Linked DNA regions of Mus musculus: all the other regions are linked to region 1. The links are chromatin contacts, called in public Hi-C and HiChIP or PLAC-seq maps. All regions are on one chromosome and are shown on one strand. The core of a region is the stretch at or near the end of the contact, and the rest is flanking DNA. Distances in the headings are between cores, read along the strand shown. Region 1 overlaps Dlgap1 (DLG associated protein 1). Region 2 overlaps Lpin2 (lipin 2). Region 3 overlaps Dlgap1 (DLG associated protein 1).

The links. Hi-C and Micro-C count contacts between places; a contact is called where the count stands out from the background. HiChIP or PLAC-seq counts read pairs in DNA pulled down with a chosen protein or histone mark.
Region 2: a contact with region 1 is called in an H3K27ac HiChIP or PLAC-seq map of microglia, with 4 times the contacts expected there. The contact joins two enhancer-like sites. A contact is called at or near these places in 4 of 115 datasets of contacts at active chromatin or transcription factors (embryonic forebrain, embryonic hindbrain, large pre-B cells and 1 more).
Region 3: a contact with region 1 is called in a Hi-C map of cerebral cortex, with 2.4 times the contacts expected there. The contact joins two enhancer-like sites.

Annotation. Positions count from the first base shown.
Region 1 is chr17:70,753,163-70,757,976 of GRCm38.p6, forward strand. All of the region lies in intron 6 of Dlgap1 (DLG associated protein 1), which reads left to right. Among named protein-coding and RNA genes, the nearest start is that of Gm36746, 38 kb to the left of the region's middle. Within about 2 kb of position 1,984, at least 194 of the 459 cell types and tissues checked have an H3K27ac peak or open chromatin away from gene starts, as enhancers often do. A contact at or near this core is called in cerebral cortex and microglia, where this site is marked.
Region 2 is chr17:71,212,308-71,217,121 of GRCm38.p6, forward strand. It overlaps Lpin2 (lipin 2), which reads left to right. Exons shown (of 20, transcript NM_001357791.1): 2 at 2,657-2,857. The coding sequence starts at 2,666. Among named protein-coding and RNA genes, the nearest start is that of Lpin2, 31 kb to the left of the region's middle. Within about 2 kb of position 2,759, at least 76 of the 459 cell types and tissues checked have an H3K27ac peak or open chromatin away from gene starts, as enhancers often do. A contact at or near this core is called in microglia, where this site is marked.
Region 3 is chr17:70,427,907-70,432,720 of GRCm38.p6, forward strand. The region is part of intron 1 of Dlgap1 (DLG associated protein 1); the gene reads left to right. Among named protein-coding and RNA genes, the nearest start is that of Dlgap1, 5.5 kb to the left of the region's middle. Within about 2 kb of position 2,010, at least 24 of the 459 cell types and tissues checked have an H3K27ac peak or open chromatin away from gene starts, as enhancers often do. A contact at or near this core is called in cerebral cortex, where this site is marked.

The sequences.
Region 1 (4,814 bases), core at 734-3,233:
GTGGGGGGAGACGGGGAGGGGAGAAAGAGTCCTCATACAAAGAGGGAAAAGGAGAGGAAAGAGAGAGACCCAAACGTCAGGATTAGATAGGAAGGAGCCACTAAGGGAATGGCAGCCCAGCCCTGGACTGGAAAATTCAATGATGGGAGCAGGGTATGCCAGGTAGGGAGTGAGGGATGCTGGGAGAACCTGGAGGCCAGGTCTGCTTTGATATATATACACCTCAGTTGCTTGTCCAGGGGTTCAAAACCAAACACTTGAACTTCTGATATTCCTGAGCTACAGGTATGTGCCACCACACCCAACGGGCAGCCGGCTTTTGTCAAAACTCAGTCTGCCCTGAGGGCTTGGTAGACCAGCTGCCCAAACAGGAAGCCTTATATAATTCTGTAACCCTGACCTTGGGCCCTGAATCTCTCTCTTCTGTAAACAGTCCATTCAACTCAGGAAGGCCTGTAGGCCAGACGGGGACATATTTTGAAAAACACACAATTACAAATGCTGAAAAAGAAAAAAAGAAAAAAGAAAAAAACAAAACAATTCCCTAAGCGTAAGAGGAAGTGACTGTGTCTGAGTCAGGGGTAGAAAAAAATCCAGAAAGTCATGGAACAAATGGCAATGACATCTTCCTGGTGATGAATGTGCCAGGACGGCCGTCTGTGTGCACAGTTGACTCAATAGCACCTGTTGGCAAAGCCGGGAGATGAAGTGCTAAAGAGATCGTATTCCCATCTGGGAACAACACCCGCTGCCTGGGAAATTAGTAACCCTGAAGACCGAAATGTCCCTCCCGATTTCAACACACGGTTCCCTGGCTCTAGAAAGGCTGTGTGGTTCACACAGGCCAGCGGCCCTACCAAGCTTACTCAGACCCCCCGGCCTTAACCTTTGCCCTTACACGATGTGGGCAAAAACAACTCTAACATCTCATGGTTTCAGGCATGGGCTGGTTTTGGCTTATAGTATTATTTGATTGTCAAGCTTCGTGGAGGTCTATACTACAGGGCTCAGACCTTAACCCCTGGACCCCGCGCCTTCTGAAGAGACACCTCCAGCATTCTTCAGTGTCCTCTAATTTAGTTAATTAATGAAAGTTTCTGAGAGGACCAGGTACTTTGATCTGAACCTCTCAAGCTTCCGTGTACCGTTTCCAGATGCAGAGCCAGGAAGCGCTGGGTCCTGTGGGCTAACAGCGACTCGGGACTGGGCCTCCATTTCTGCCCAACATTGGAAAGGGGGTAGGGCAGTGTCTAAGAGGATCAGACAGCCTAAAAACACAGCCGCTGGCATTTTACTGGGTGTAGCTGCAGTCTGGGAAGCTGATCTGGCAGTGTGGAAATCTTCAGTAATCCTTATAACACAGGAACCCAGCAGGGCTGACTGGGAAAGCTTCAAAACCCAAAAGGTGTCTGTATGTGGAATATACGAGACAAACAGGGAAAATGGGAGTAATTACAGCAGGAATCACGTTTTGTTGATGCTTTTTCAAGACAAAGCCTGAGTAAGGAGTCCAGGCTGGTCTTGAACCCTGGTCTTCCCACATCGGCCTCAAAAGGAAGAAATCACAGGCCCGAGCCTCCTGCAATGTTTACCAGACCCTGTTCCCAGTATTCTCCCTCACTGATTCTGGGGAGGAGGGGGGCGTCTGAGTCCAGAGGTTTCATTCCGTGGATAATTGTCAATGTGCTTAAATAAAAGTGAAGACTCTCTACAGGTAGATCTGCTAGCGTTTACCTTTAATTTCCGCACTCAGGAGACAGAAGCAGCCTAGTCTACATAGTGAGTTCCAGGACAGCCAAGGCTAAATATCTACCATATCTCGAAAACAACAACAAAAATGGGGACATTTTGAATGGATTCCATCTCTGCACCAGAGACAGGTCGGCACACTTCCACAAAACTTACCAGCGGGAACTGCCGCGGAGTTCCGAACACGTGCATGTTGTTCCGATGTTGGCCACCAGGGCGTGCGAGAGAGCAGGACAGCCTGCAGCACTTAAGTTTGTTTTCCCAGACTTTGTCTTGGGAGGGAGGAGGTTGGGTGCGGGGGCAGTTAGGCGAGATGCAGCTGGCTCAAAAACAATCCGTTTGTTCCCTGAAATTATCCCACTCGCCTTTTAGAAGTCAAAGGTTGCCACGTTACCTGTTGCCAGGTTCCTAAGAGTGCTCGGGGGAAAATGTGGGTGAGAATGGCTCTCCTGAAGCCTGGTGGGGTTTCAAGCTTTGCCCAACACTGACGCTGACATTTGGAGGGCAGCTGCGACGGATCTGAGTCTAGTTTGGTTGCAGGTCTAATAGAGTGGCTGTGACTTACATCCTTTACAGGCATCAAGTGCCTGGGGCTTCCCCCCACCCCACCCCCTTCTTTTAATGGCACTTAGCTTTCAGATTCCTCCCCTCCCGGGATTTCTATACAGTGCACGCTCTGTGCAAACCAGCCACGCCTCCGGAATTCCAAGTTTTGTAGCAACCTTTTAGTTGGGAATATATATGTATTATGTTTTTATATATAGATATGAATCCCAAACATTGCGTCCAAGAGACAAGCCTTTCCTTTCTTCCTGCCTCTGAGAACAATGTTTTGTTTGATTAGCCCGGGCAATGGGGCTCTCCCTCGAAAAGGCGGGGGCTATCAGTTGAATAGATCTTCAAGCCAGACATGCCGAGGCTTGGGGCGTTTGTCTGGCATTAGGAAGTGTCTGGGATCCTGGTAATCACCAACTGGCGAGGGTGTGGATGACTGCAAGAGTTATTGCCGGCCCCTCCCTCCTCGGCTCGCTCAGAGCCGCTTCCCCCCCCCCCCCCATTCAGTGACAGGGAAAAGTGTTTTCCGTGGAGGATGCCTTGAGTGGAAGTCATTCTCACACAGGCACCTCCCAGGAGCCAGAATGCATACTAACTACTGTGGGGTGCACTGTACCTCCCAGAGGTGGGCTGGCAAGCGAGTGCGCCTCACCAACCACCAGGATCTCTCTGGGTGGCCTGAAAAGGGGGAAGCTGTAAATATTTTTGAAATAGGGCAGTAATTTTTCCATGTGGACTCTGTTGGGCAGAGATTTTGCAAGGTTTTGTTAATTTTTTAGAACTTATATATACTTAGGTATTTTCTCTTTTTAAAATTGTTTGTTTGTTTGGTAGTTCTGAGGATTAAAGGCAGACCTTTTTGAGACTGCAGCAAGATTTCTACATAGCCCTGGCTGTCCTGGAACTTGCTATGTAGACCAGGCTGGCCTCAAACTCACAGGGATCCGCCAGCTGGAGAGATGGCTCAGAGGTCCAGAGCACTTGCAGAGGACCTGTGTTCCATTCCCAGCACTTACGTGAGGGCTTTTGACCATCCCGACACCAGCTGCACGGGATCCGGTCCACAGGCAGCAGGTATGCATGTGGTGGACAGAATACACAGGGGGGGGGGCGGGGGGGGAGGTAAAAATCATATGCATAAATTTAAATAAATCTTTTAAAGAAAGAAAGAAAATTGTCTGATCTGTGCTTGTGCGCCTTCCCAGGAAATGAGTCGTCACTACAGAATAATGTCCTTCTGTTCTGTGTATGAACAATGTGTGACTACACATCTTACAGATTTGTTTTGTTTGTTTATTTGTAATATTACACACACACACACACACACACACACACACACATACACATCATGTAGGCATCAAGCTCACAGAAATCTGCCTGCCACTCTAGTGTCAGGATTAACCACTAAGCCTGATGTTTTTGTTGTTGCTGTTGTTAATTAAAACTGCATCTATTTATTTTGTATGTGTATGGGCATATGCATGCCACGATGTGCATGTGGAAGCCAGAGGACAACTTTTGAGAGTCGGTTGTCACCTTCTGCCATGTGGGTCTCTGGGGATCGACTCAGGCTGTGAAGCTTGGCAGCTGGTGTGTTTACGATCGAGCCCTCTCTCAGACTCATGCAGGTCTTGTTCTTTTAATTTCTCTCGTTTGTTTTGTATGCACTTGTGTGATCTCATATGTGCGATCTGGTGTGCATTGGAAGATCAGAGTACCACTTGCAAGATCTGGTTCTTTCTCTCCACCACGTGGTTTTAGGGTGAACTTGATTAATAACTGCTTTTATACAAGTTCAGTCTGGTAGCAGCCTGGGACTCAAGGGGAAAACTGTAGGTTAGCAAGCTTGTGGTCCTGGGTTCAAAGATCTAATACCACAGAAACAACACCAATAAAAGTCCCTCGCAGGGCTGGTGAGATGGCTCAGTGGGTAAGAGCACCCGACTGCTCTTCCAAAGGTCCAGAGTTCAAGTCCCAGCAACCACATGGTGGCTCACAACCATCCATAATGAGATCTGACTCCCTCTTCTGGAGTGTCTGAAGACAGCTACAATGTACTTTCATATAATAAATAAATCTTTAAAAAAAAAAAAAAAAAAAAAAAAAAAAAAAAAAAGTCCCTCGCAGACACCTGCACAAACTAGCTCATACACACACTTATTCACATAATTTAAAATAAATCTTAAGTGGGGACAAAGAGACCAACAAGAAGGTGGTCCCTGCCCCTGCTCGCCTGTGTGTTCAATGACCACCTAACATCTGTCCTTAGGAGCTGACAGAGGATGACCAAAGTGGGCAGAGTCTACATGAACTTCCAGAAAGCCTTCTCCTGACCCACCCACCACCACCACCACTCCACCCCCACCCCGGAGTTCCCTGAGGCTTGCCACACCAGCACTGTCTTTCATTGAGAAAGTAGACAACTGGGCTGGAGAGATGGCTCAGAGGTTAAGAGCACAGACTGCTCTCGCAGAGGTCCTGAGTTCAATTCCTAGCAACCACATGGTGGT
Region 2 (4,814 bases), core at 1,509-4,008, 460 kb after region 1:
GGGGAGGGTTGTTTTGTTTTCTTTTTAATGGTAAGTCTATACCATGAAATACTGTGCAGCAATAAAATAGAATGAGTTCATTAATACAGCCATCTGGATCAGTCTCCAGAGAATTATGAGGGAAAGAAGGCAGTCCTAAAAGGCTACATTCTTCATGGTGCTGTGTGTATGACTTCCTTTCTAAATGGCAGACATTTCAGAAATAGAAAACATATTAATGTTGCCAGGGACTGGGGAGGAGAAGGCAAGAGAAAAATGTGTGTGACTGTATGGGGCAACAGGATTGTTGTGCTGATGGTGGAATTTCGGGTTTTCACAATCCCACCCCCATCCTAGACTGGGTTTCTCTGTGTAGCCCTGGCTGTCCTAGAACTCACTTTGTAGGCCATGCTGGCTACAAACTTAGAGATCCACCTGCCTCTGCTTCCCAAGCGCTGGGATTAAAGGCGTGCGTTAACGCTGCCTGGCGTGTTCCGTCATTACCTGCGATTGTTGGTGTCCTTGTTATGATATTTTGCTTGTGCATCCCAATTAACACCAAGTAAAAGACACTCAGTTGAGTGGACGCTCAGTAGAGGATTTGGGGCAGCCATATTCTTTCTTGGAGCTCTGAAGGTCTACACTGATCTCACAGCAGTTTACTGTTGTTTATTTGCTGTATTAGAGGTAGGATCTCATGCAGCCCAGGCCGCTTCTGAACTCTGGATCCAGAAATGTTAATCTTTAAAAACATAATGAGCCAGGAATAGTGGTGCTCAGGAGGCAGAGGCAAGTGGGTCTCTGTGAGTCCAGGCCGGTAGCGTCCTCATAGTGAATTCCAGGCCTGCTGGGGCTACATAGTAAGACCATTTCAAAAAGAAAAAATACAATGAGATTATCCATGAGTGATCTGATGGAATAGTATTTCTGCTGCACATAGTACAGTAATGACTCTTAGCTGTTTATTGGTTTTAGCTTGTTTATTGGTAGTTCATTTGATAGTTCTTTCCTTATTCAAGAAATAATTATTGTCAAATATAGTAGCACACACCTGTAATCCCAACACTTTAGAGACTAAAGTTGTCTTAAGTTCTAGGCCATCTTGACTACAAAGAGACCCTGGAGAGAAAGGTTGGTCAGGAGTGGTGGCACCTTTAATCTCAGCATCCAGGAGGCAGGGGTGGGCAGATCCCTCTGTGCTCAGAAGCAACCTAGTCTATGTCTTGAGTTTCAGGCCAGCCAGGACTGTACAGTGAGACTCTATCTCAAAAAAATTTTTTTTTCAAAAATTAAGTATTTGATGTGTGCTTAATCTGGCCTTGCTATCAAAATAAAAGCAACCATCCTCATCCTAAAACCAAAGCCACCTGTTTATAATTGTTTCATGGCTATAACATATTTTCTTTATAATTATGACATCCTCCACCTTAGGAGATCGTAGTAAATGTAGCTGCTTGTGTACATTGCACAAAGCAAGCTCTTTGGAATGTGCAGTTGGAAACCTTGGAATACCCAGGGGAATAATCAGGATTATATGCTTCAGGCTACTCAACAGCTAGACTGTGGTTACAGTCATCTCTGTATAGACTGTTGAGTGGAGTCTGTCTTGCCTTAGGCACTGACTGTCTCTGGCCAGTAGGCTGAGTTATGTGCTGATGGGACCTGGCAGGTCCACTTCATTTTTTTTAGGGGATCAGCACTTTGTCCCTGTTCCACCTAGGACTTACCTGACAACACAGAATGTCTCTCTAGAACTTTGCAAATATGGAATCTTGAGCTTAGGGCAACCAGAGCTGGTTTAGAGAGGCCACTCTGCGCAGTTAATAGTTTGGACTCATTACTCCTAGAGTCCAATAAAAATTGACTTCTGCATTAGCCTAAAGCTGGAGGTTTTTCTGATCCTACATCCAGGGGATGGACTCTCTGTGGATTTGGCTTTAACGTAACATAAAGGTGTCTGCTGAGTGATGGTGTGTTCACCCGCTGGAGGGAGAGCTGACAGCCTGAGGACTAATGGGTTTGTTTTGGTGTGGGTTGGGTTTTTCAGTGGATGAGTCAGGGTAAGGGGTGAAGCCAGATTTAGATGTACCCTCTCTCTTTTGAATTGCAGAGCTCTGGTGATCTTGATTTGAGTAGTGAGTTGAAGTTGAGAAACCAAAACCCCTTTTGTGCTCTGAACATTGTGGGACACAAACGTTATGTCCCATTATGCCATGTTGAGGTTCTGAAGTCATGGTACGTGTGTTAGTCTTGGCGCAGCTTACCACAGCTCGCTTGACGCAGCATGTACCTGATGTATCTGAACCAGAAGATCTCGGTTCTCAGTTGTATCCCTTGTCTCTCTGCAAAGATAAATCCCAAGCTTCCCCTGGAGGTGACAGTCCTCCTGTCCTTGCCTCCTGTGGTCAGAGTGGACATAGTACTGCAGGTCCTGAGCGGTTGGTGGAGGGAGATGAAGACAGTTGGCCCCACCCTGGGGTGTGGAAGGAAACAGAACTTCCACAGCCTCCAACCCCACTTAGAGGCACTGCCAGTCTGAGACATATGTGTGATGTAGCTGGGGCAGCAGGAGAGCAATGGGCTCTGGACAGCAGAGCAGAGTGTATGTTTAATCAAACTCTTTATGTCGTTGCTGTTAGTTGTCAAAGTTAGTGCTGACATCGTTTTCTTTTCTCAGTCTCAAACCATGAATTATGTGGGCCAGCTGGCTGGGCAGGTGCTCGTCACTGTGAAGGAACTCTACAAGGGCATTAACCAAGCCACGTTGTCTGGATGCATCGATGTGGTCGTGGTGAGGCAGCAGGATGGCTCCTACCAGTGCTCGCCTTTTCACGTACGCTTCGGGAAGCTGGGTGTCCTGAGGTCCAAGGAGAAAGTGGTGAGTGCACAGGTCACCATGGTGACCGGCCCCTTCCTCTTACTCTTTTTTTTTTTTTTAAACTTGCATGCTATTGAAGACCATGGTAAGAAACCAACTTTATAGGTACTGCTTTTGAATTGGCTTCTAAATTCAAAAGACTCTCTTATAGAAAGTTTCTCCAAATGAAAAAGAAACTGAAATCATGAAGAGACTCAGAACAAAACTGGAGATAATTACAAATGAGGAAGTTGGGCTTATTTTGAAAAAGAAATTTTGCTTTATTTAATATAGCACTTTAAAATAGTGTAGGGCCAGCAAGATGATTCAGTGGTAAAGGCTCTCTCCATCAGTCCTGAGACCCACAGGGTGCAACAAGAGAACACACTCAGAAGTCATCCAGTGACTTGACCCGTGTACCCTGTGGCTCATGTACATGCTTTAAATCCTCAGTTTAAAAAAAAAAAAAGGCTCTCTAAAAATAAAATAATGCAGTCTGGAGATACAGCTTAGTCAGCAAAACATTTGCATACCATGCACCAAGCCTGTGCAGGCACTGAGGAGGTAGAGACAGAAGGACAGGAGCATTCTCAGCTCAGCCACATAGCAGAGGTGCACGAGGCCAGCCTGAGACACAGGAGAGCCTGTTGATTGATTGATTGATACATACACACAAACATATATGATAATATTGTTGTACTGATTATGAGTAGGTAGACTAAGCTCATGTAATCAAGTGTAGATTATATTTATTTAAAAGAAATAAACACCCCAATTGAATGTTTGTATTTTTCCTCTTTTGCATTTAATGGGGGGCAGTGTTTGGATGTTTTTAAATTATCATTTCCCTCAAGTATTGGGCAATAAGAAGGTTTTTGAATTGTGTGTATGGTAGGTTTTAAAACAGAGTTAATGATAAAACTTTGTAGAGCATGTATTTGGCAACTTTTCACTTCCACATTGTCTTCCACATGGTGATAATAATGTCAGCAACTCTTACTAAGATTTCGGAGCACTTTGCCACTGGGTAGCACAGTGGAAGGGTGGGTGCCGAAGGACCAACATGCACAAGTTAAAGAGGTTTTTGCTGGTGTTTTTTTGGATATACATCTCCCTCTACTTAGGCTTTGGGTTTTTGAAACTGAAAGAAAGTGGGTTTCCAAAACTAGACTTTATTTTTCAAAGAGAAACCATCTCTTTGGGTGTTATAAAATCATTTCCCACTGGATTTTTCAGACTAGCCTTTGCTTGATCCCATTAGAAAGCAGAAGCAGCTACAGTGTTACTTCTTGGCCTGGCAGCTTCTACTCTAGGGCAGGGTTGTCTAGCCATAGTTAGTGCTTTCTGTGTTTGTTTCCTTTGTGGTTTTTGTAGTGACACTATTAGTACTTTCATATTAGAGCTGTTTCTCCATAGATGTTCAAGGATCTGTTTGTAAAATTTCTTTTGGGGGTCTTCTCAGAAGTTTCTCCCACCATACCATACCCGCCCCCCACCGTTCTCTGGAACCAGGTTTCTAATTGATAGGTTGACTCAGGCTTTTGGCCTTTGAGTGGAGCTGCAGCAGATGTGTGCAGGCATTTGTCCTCTGTGTAAGTGAGAAGCTGAGCAGATGTGTGTATTCTCTGTGCACTTTGTAATTAGAGATGTAATTTCTTTACCAGGTTACACGGGTGGTTTTATTAACCATTAACTGTTAAATACCTTGTCAGACATCCCACCCCTACCCCAAGTACTTTTAGGATCATAATACACAGGGCCCAAGAAAAGAAAAAATTTCTTCTTTCCTGTTCCCTTCCTTCATATCCCAGAATCTAGGAGATCTATTTGAGAAGAAATCTGTCCATTTGATTTACCAAAACACAGCTTTCTTATGAAAGTAAAACTTGAGCTTTATCTGTCATAGGCGCACTGGTGACTTACATTGACCTCTTGTCGCAGGCCTTTCTGCATTAGGGTAAGCTGTTCACTGATTTTT
Region 3 (4,814 bases), core at 760-3,259, 330 kb before region 1:
CTTTCAGGTTATATTTTCCGTGGTTTAATAGGCTATCACCTGCTATGACTGGAAGGGCATCTGAAGTGCCCCAGAAAGCACGCTAGAGCGAGACAGGCACACGGATACTGATGACAAAAAGACTATGGTTTTGGCTGCTTCCTCTAGAAAACGGTGCCAACGCGACAAGAATTTTTACTTCTCCAAACCACTCCACAGAAGCACAGCAACTAGAACAGCAAAAACAAAACCCCATGGCTGACTCAGTGATACAGAAGTACTAAACTGCATCACTTTGAACCAAATGTGTGTGTGTGTGTTTTTTTAATATTTGCAGATTGCATGAACTATTAGTTATACTATGGCATGAGTGGCTTTCCTAATGTGTTACAAAAGACAAAAGGAAGGCTGGGGGCTTCCTGTTACCGCCAAGAGACAGAGAAATTAAAGTCATCATAGCTGTCGCCACAAAGCTTGGAGGGTCAGTCTGGGAGGAGCAGTTGAAATCTCTCTGGCTATAGTATGTGGGTGGACATAGAGAACCCTGTGAGCTGGGATAGCCTGAGCCCAGCAGACACTGAAAAGGGGCTCTCAGCACACATCTTCTCTAACCAACCCCCATGTTAAGGAATAAATGTGGGAAATAGAATCCAAATGGAGCAGGAAGATGGCTTAGGGGGCAAACAGACAAAGAGAAAGGCCAGATAGATGTGACAGAAGAAGAGAGGCACCAGGAGGCATGTGGGGGAAAAAGGCTATGGAGAAGGATCCATTAGCCATGGGGTTACATTCCAAGGTCCCTGCTGGCTCCATGGGTACCACTGAAGTCTAGATGCTCTTTCTTCCTATACTCATACCAATGTTAAAGTTGAGTCTGTGAACCTAAACATGGTAAGAGATAAAATGTAATAATAAACCAGAATGAAATATATAAACAATACATTCATATTCATCTCTCTCTCTCTCTCTCTCCTTTTTCTGCTGACACGAAGCAAGTAGACTGTACAGCATAAATAACCTATAACCAGATGACTCATATCCCTGATTGGATGGACTCAGGCAACACAAAGGATTGATCTTAATTACAGTACTTAGAATAATACCTAATTTTAAACTTAGGAAATGTATTTTGGAAATTTTCCATTTAATGTTTTTGGCCTGCGTGTGACTATGGGTGGCTGAACCATCAGGAGAATGAGTCATAGATAAAAGGGAGATTTCTGTGTTTGTAAATGTGTCCTAAGAAGAGAAAAGACAGCCATAGATCTCAGAGCCGTCTGTAGTGTGGCATCTCTCACATAGTGAATGGCCAGTAAAGGACGCAGATCAGGAGCTGTGGATCTGTGAAGACAGCCATCCTGTCTCTGAACAGAAGCCAGTAACAGTGATGCCTTTAAAAGTGTTGCCCATGCCGGGCGGTGGTGGGGCACGCCTTTAATCCCAGCACTCGGGAGGCACAGGCAGGCAGATTTCTGAGTTCAAGGCCAGCCTGGTCTACAAAGTGAGTTCCAGGACAGCCAGGGCTATACAGAGAAACCCTGTCTCAAAAAAAAACAAAAAACAAAAAACAAAAAAACAAAACAAACTAACAAATATATATATATATATATATATATATATATATATGTGTGTGTGTGTGTGTGTGTGTGTGTGTGTGTGTGTGTGTGTGTGTGTGTATGCTCACTTTTCTAGGTAGACAGGGATCTGTAAAATATTCTTTACTTACCTAACGAGGGAGAATGAGACACACCGATAGAAATTAATGTTTTATAGCAATATATTGATATGTTAATAAAAAAAAGACTCACAGCATTTAAAAATAAACCTGTACCTTCGGGAAGAAGGAGCCAGACTAAATAACAGAGAGATGGTCACCAGATTCATCTCGTAAATTTTACTTTAGAGTCACATGAAGCTTCACATCATCATAAAACAAAATTCAATTGAAAGCAATCTGTAGGAATCAACGGTAAAATGAGAGCACTGTGCGTATCTGTCCAGCAGGTGGCGCAGCAAGGCTAAGAGGAGAATGCCAAGGGACTTCAAATTAAGGGCGACATGCATATCCCAAGCTCGCCATGCTTAGGCCAAACACACTGCAAGGAATTGTGAGCTGATTGTTATCCTTACCCCCGCTCGGGTGTCTCAGGATCTACTCTTACGGTGGTGTGTGTGCGGGGGTGTGTGAGTAGACACAGGCATCTTCAGAGCACAGAAAATTGACAAATGACAAAAGAAGATTAAAAAAAAAAAACAAAAAAAACACAAAAAACCCCGTTCTGCGCTTGAGTCTGAGTAAGACATACCATAAATTCATGAAGGTTGTTTTATTAGATAAGTGTTTCCTAGTTTCTGTTTTCAGAAGGATTTAGAAGGTGCTTAGACCCTCACAATGAGACCGTGGTCTCTGCCACCTGTCCGGCCAGAGATGGGTTCCTAAAAGAGAGATAGATTCAGTCTGGGGGCCAGGAACTTAAGCTCTTCTTATCCATACCACAGATATTATATATCTCTAATATCCCACAGGAAGATAATAGTCGCCGTCAAATAAGAGTACGGGTTTTTTTTTGTTGTTGTTGTTGGTTTTTTTGTTTGTTTGTTTGTTTTTTGTTTTTTTTTTAACTGTTTTGTGTTGAAAACGGGTTTAAATCTTTACTCACAACGCAACAACATAAAATACCACCAGGGGGCAGTGCTGTCAGCTAAGCGCTCTCTGGGGATTTCAAAGTGGCCTATGGGATGTGGTAACATTTCTCGTGCTGACTTCTGAAGTTTGCGCAAACTCTGAACTAGCTCATAATCTTTTCTAGAAAGAAATACCTTTTAACTATTCTTGCTGTTCCCCACCCCCCCAAAAAAAGAGGAAAAGTGGATATGGTTAAAAATAGTAATCATAAAATTTGTTAAAGGGTAGCAATTTCTAGTGTGTGCGGAAACAGCATGCAACTTGAAGCTGCATCTTCTTGCAAGCTCTGTCCTTTTCACACTGTCTTCCCAGCATCTTGGCAACTCTGTCGCTTCTGATATTACCTGAGAATAGTTTCTATTCTCAGCCTTCAGCTTTCTCTCTTAGTTCATTCTTAGTTCAACGCAACTCAGTTTTAATTCCAATTCAAAAAAATATGTTAAATAGTAAACTTGGATGTTAGCCCACTGCCTTATAAAAAAAGGAACAAACTAAAATGCCAAAACTAAAGAACAAAGCTATAGAAACTTACAATTTTCTAAAATCTTGCCAAGTTTTTGTTGTTGTTGTTTGATGGTTCAGTTAGGGGAAACATATCTTCTTTGTTTTTACTGTTTTGTTTTAAGATAGTATCTTACAGTGTAGCCCAGACGACGTCCAACTCATCCATCCTCCTGCCTTGGTTCAGCCATCCCAAGTGCTGAAACTGTGAAGGCGTGCCACCCTTCCCTGGTTTATAGTTCACTTTAAAAACACACCAGTCTGTCCACAGAGATTTTGTGCTAGAACATGTAGTGCTGGGCACAGACCATAGAGAATTCATATGTGGCCATAACAACAGCATTTGATGCCCGAGTCAAAATCTAGCTGAGTTCCGTCCGCAACCTCAATATGCAGTGACTCTTCCAGTAGACAAGCAACAACACAGTGTGTGTGTGTGTGTGTGTGTGTGTGTGTGTGTGTGTGTGTGAGAGAGAGAGAGAGAGAGAGAGAGAGAGAGAGAGTGTAACTAGACTCTCTGATTACTACATGAGCTGGGTTCTGAACTCCTCTCTGACCTACTTAAATTCCGATTCCTCATTCCACACAGTTCTCGTGATTTATTTCTCGAAGTCTGTGTGGAATGTGTCATTAGCAGCAGGTGGTGGGGGTGATTATGAAAATACGTGATTAATACCATTAATCCTGCTTGGTTCTGATTCATTTGCTCAGGTCTTTTGTACCTGGAATTTCAGTGGCCTAATCTCTTGGCATTTTATGCATAATAAGCAGCTTGCGATTCGGACGCATGTTTGTGTGACTCGAAATTTCAATTCATTGTAGTTTCTATCAGGATTTCGATAACTTTGGTTCCGCCATATCAGCCAGAATTGTGGGGAAGGAATCTCACTTACAATAAGGTTGCAATGAATTTAAACCAGGGATTATTTTCATATGCAGTGGACAGGCTGGAAGGAAAGTAATGGGAGAGGCTGGAATGCGCAGCACTGTGTCCAGTAAGAAGCTGTCACCGCCACAGGCCTATAGGGACAGCCAAGAAGATGACTAGTTCTTTAAGAAGCATAGTTGTGGTGTCCTCAGGAGCTGCTGTCTTGGATGGAACCACAGTCCACTGACAGAACACCAAGATGAGGAAGAACAGAGTCAGGGACACCCATACCTGCCTCTTCCCCTTCAGCAAGAGCCTGATCTTAGCCACCCAGAGAAAGAAGGGGACAGAGACCCAAGTGGTGGTGGTAGCCATGGAGAATCACAGACCCTGAAAGCTGTAGATCACCTCGGGGGGGGGGGGGGATCTCTGCTTTGATGTGTGTGTCTATTTGATTCATAACTTCCTCCCCAAATCCAAAGGAAGTGACCCTTTAAGGAAGACTTTCCTTAGAAATGTTAGGCATTGATGTTTCCTGCATCATGTCTGATGGCTTTTGTGTGGTTCCGTGGGAGACATCTGCTATTGCATAAAAATGTGGAGTTTAATTCTTAACATCATGTGACAAACTTTTAAGTGGGTTCAGGATCCCTTGATGCTAGAGAACTCAGACAAAGACCCAAGCAGAAGGGATACAAGTTAACTCCCCGTTGCTGAATTAGCCCAGCCTGGGCCACTGCAGTCCTGCCTTCTGGTGTGGTTAATTGAAGCTTTTGTTTT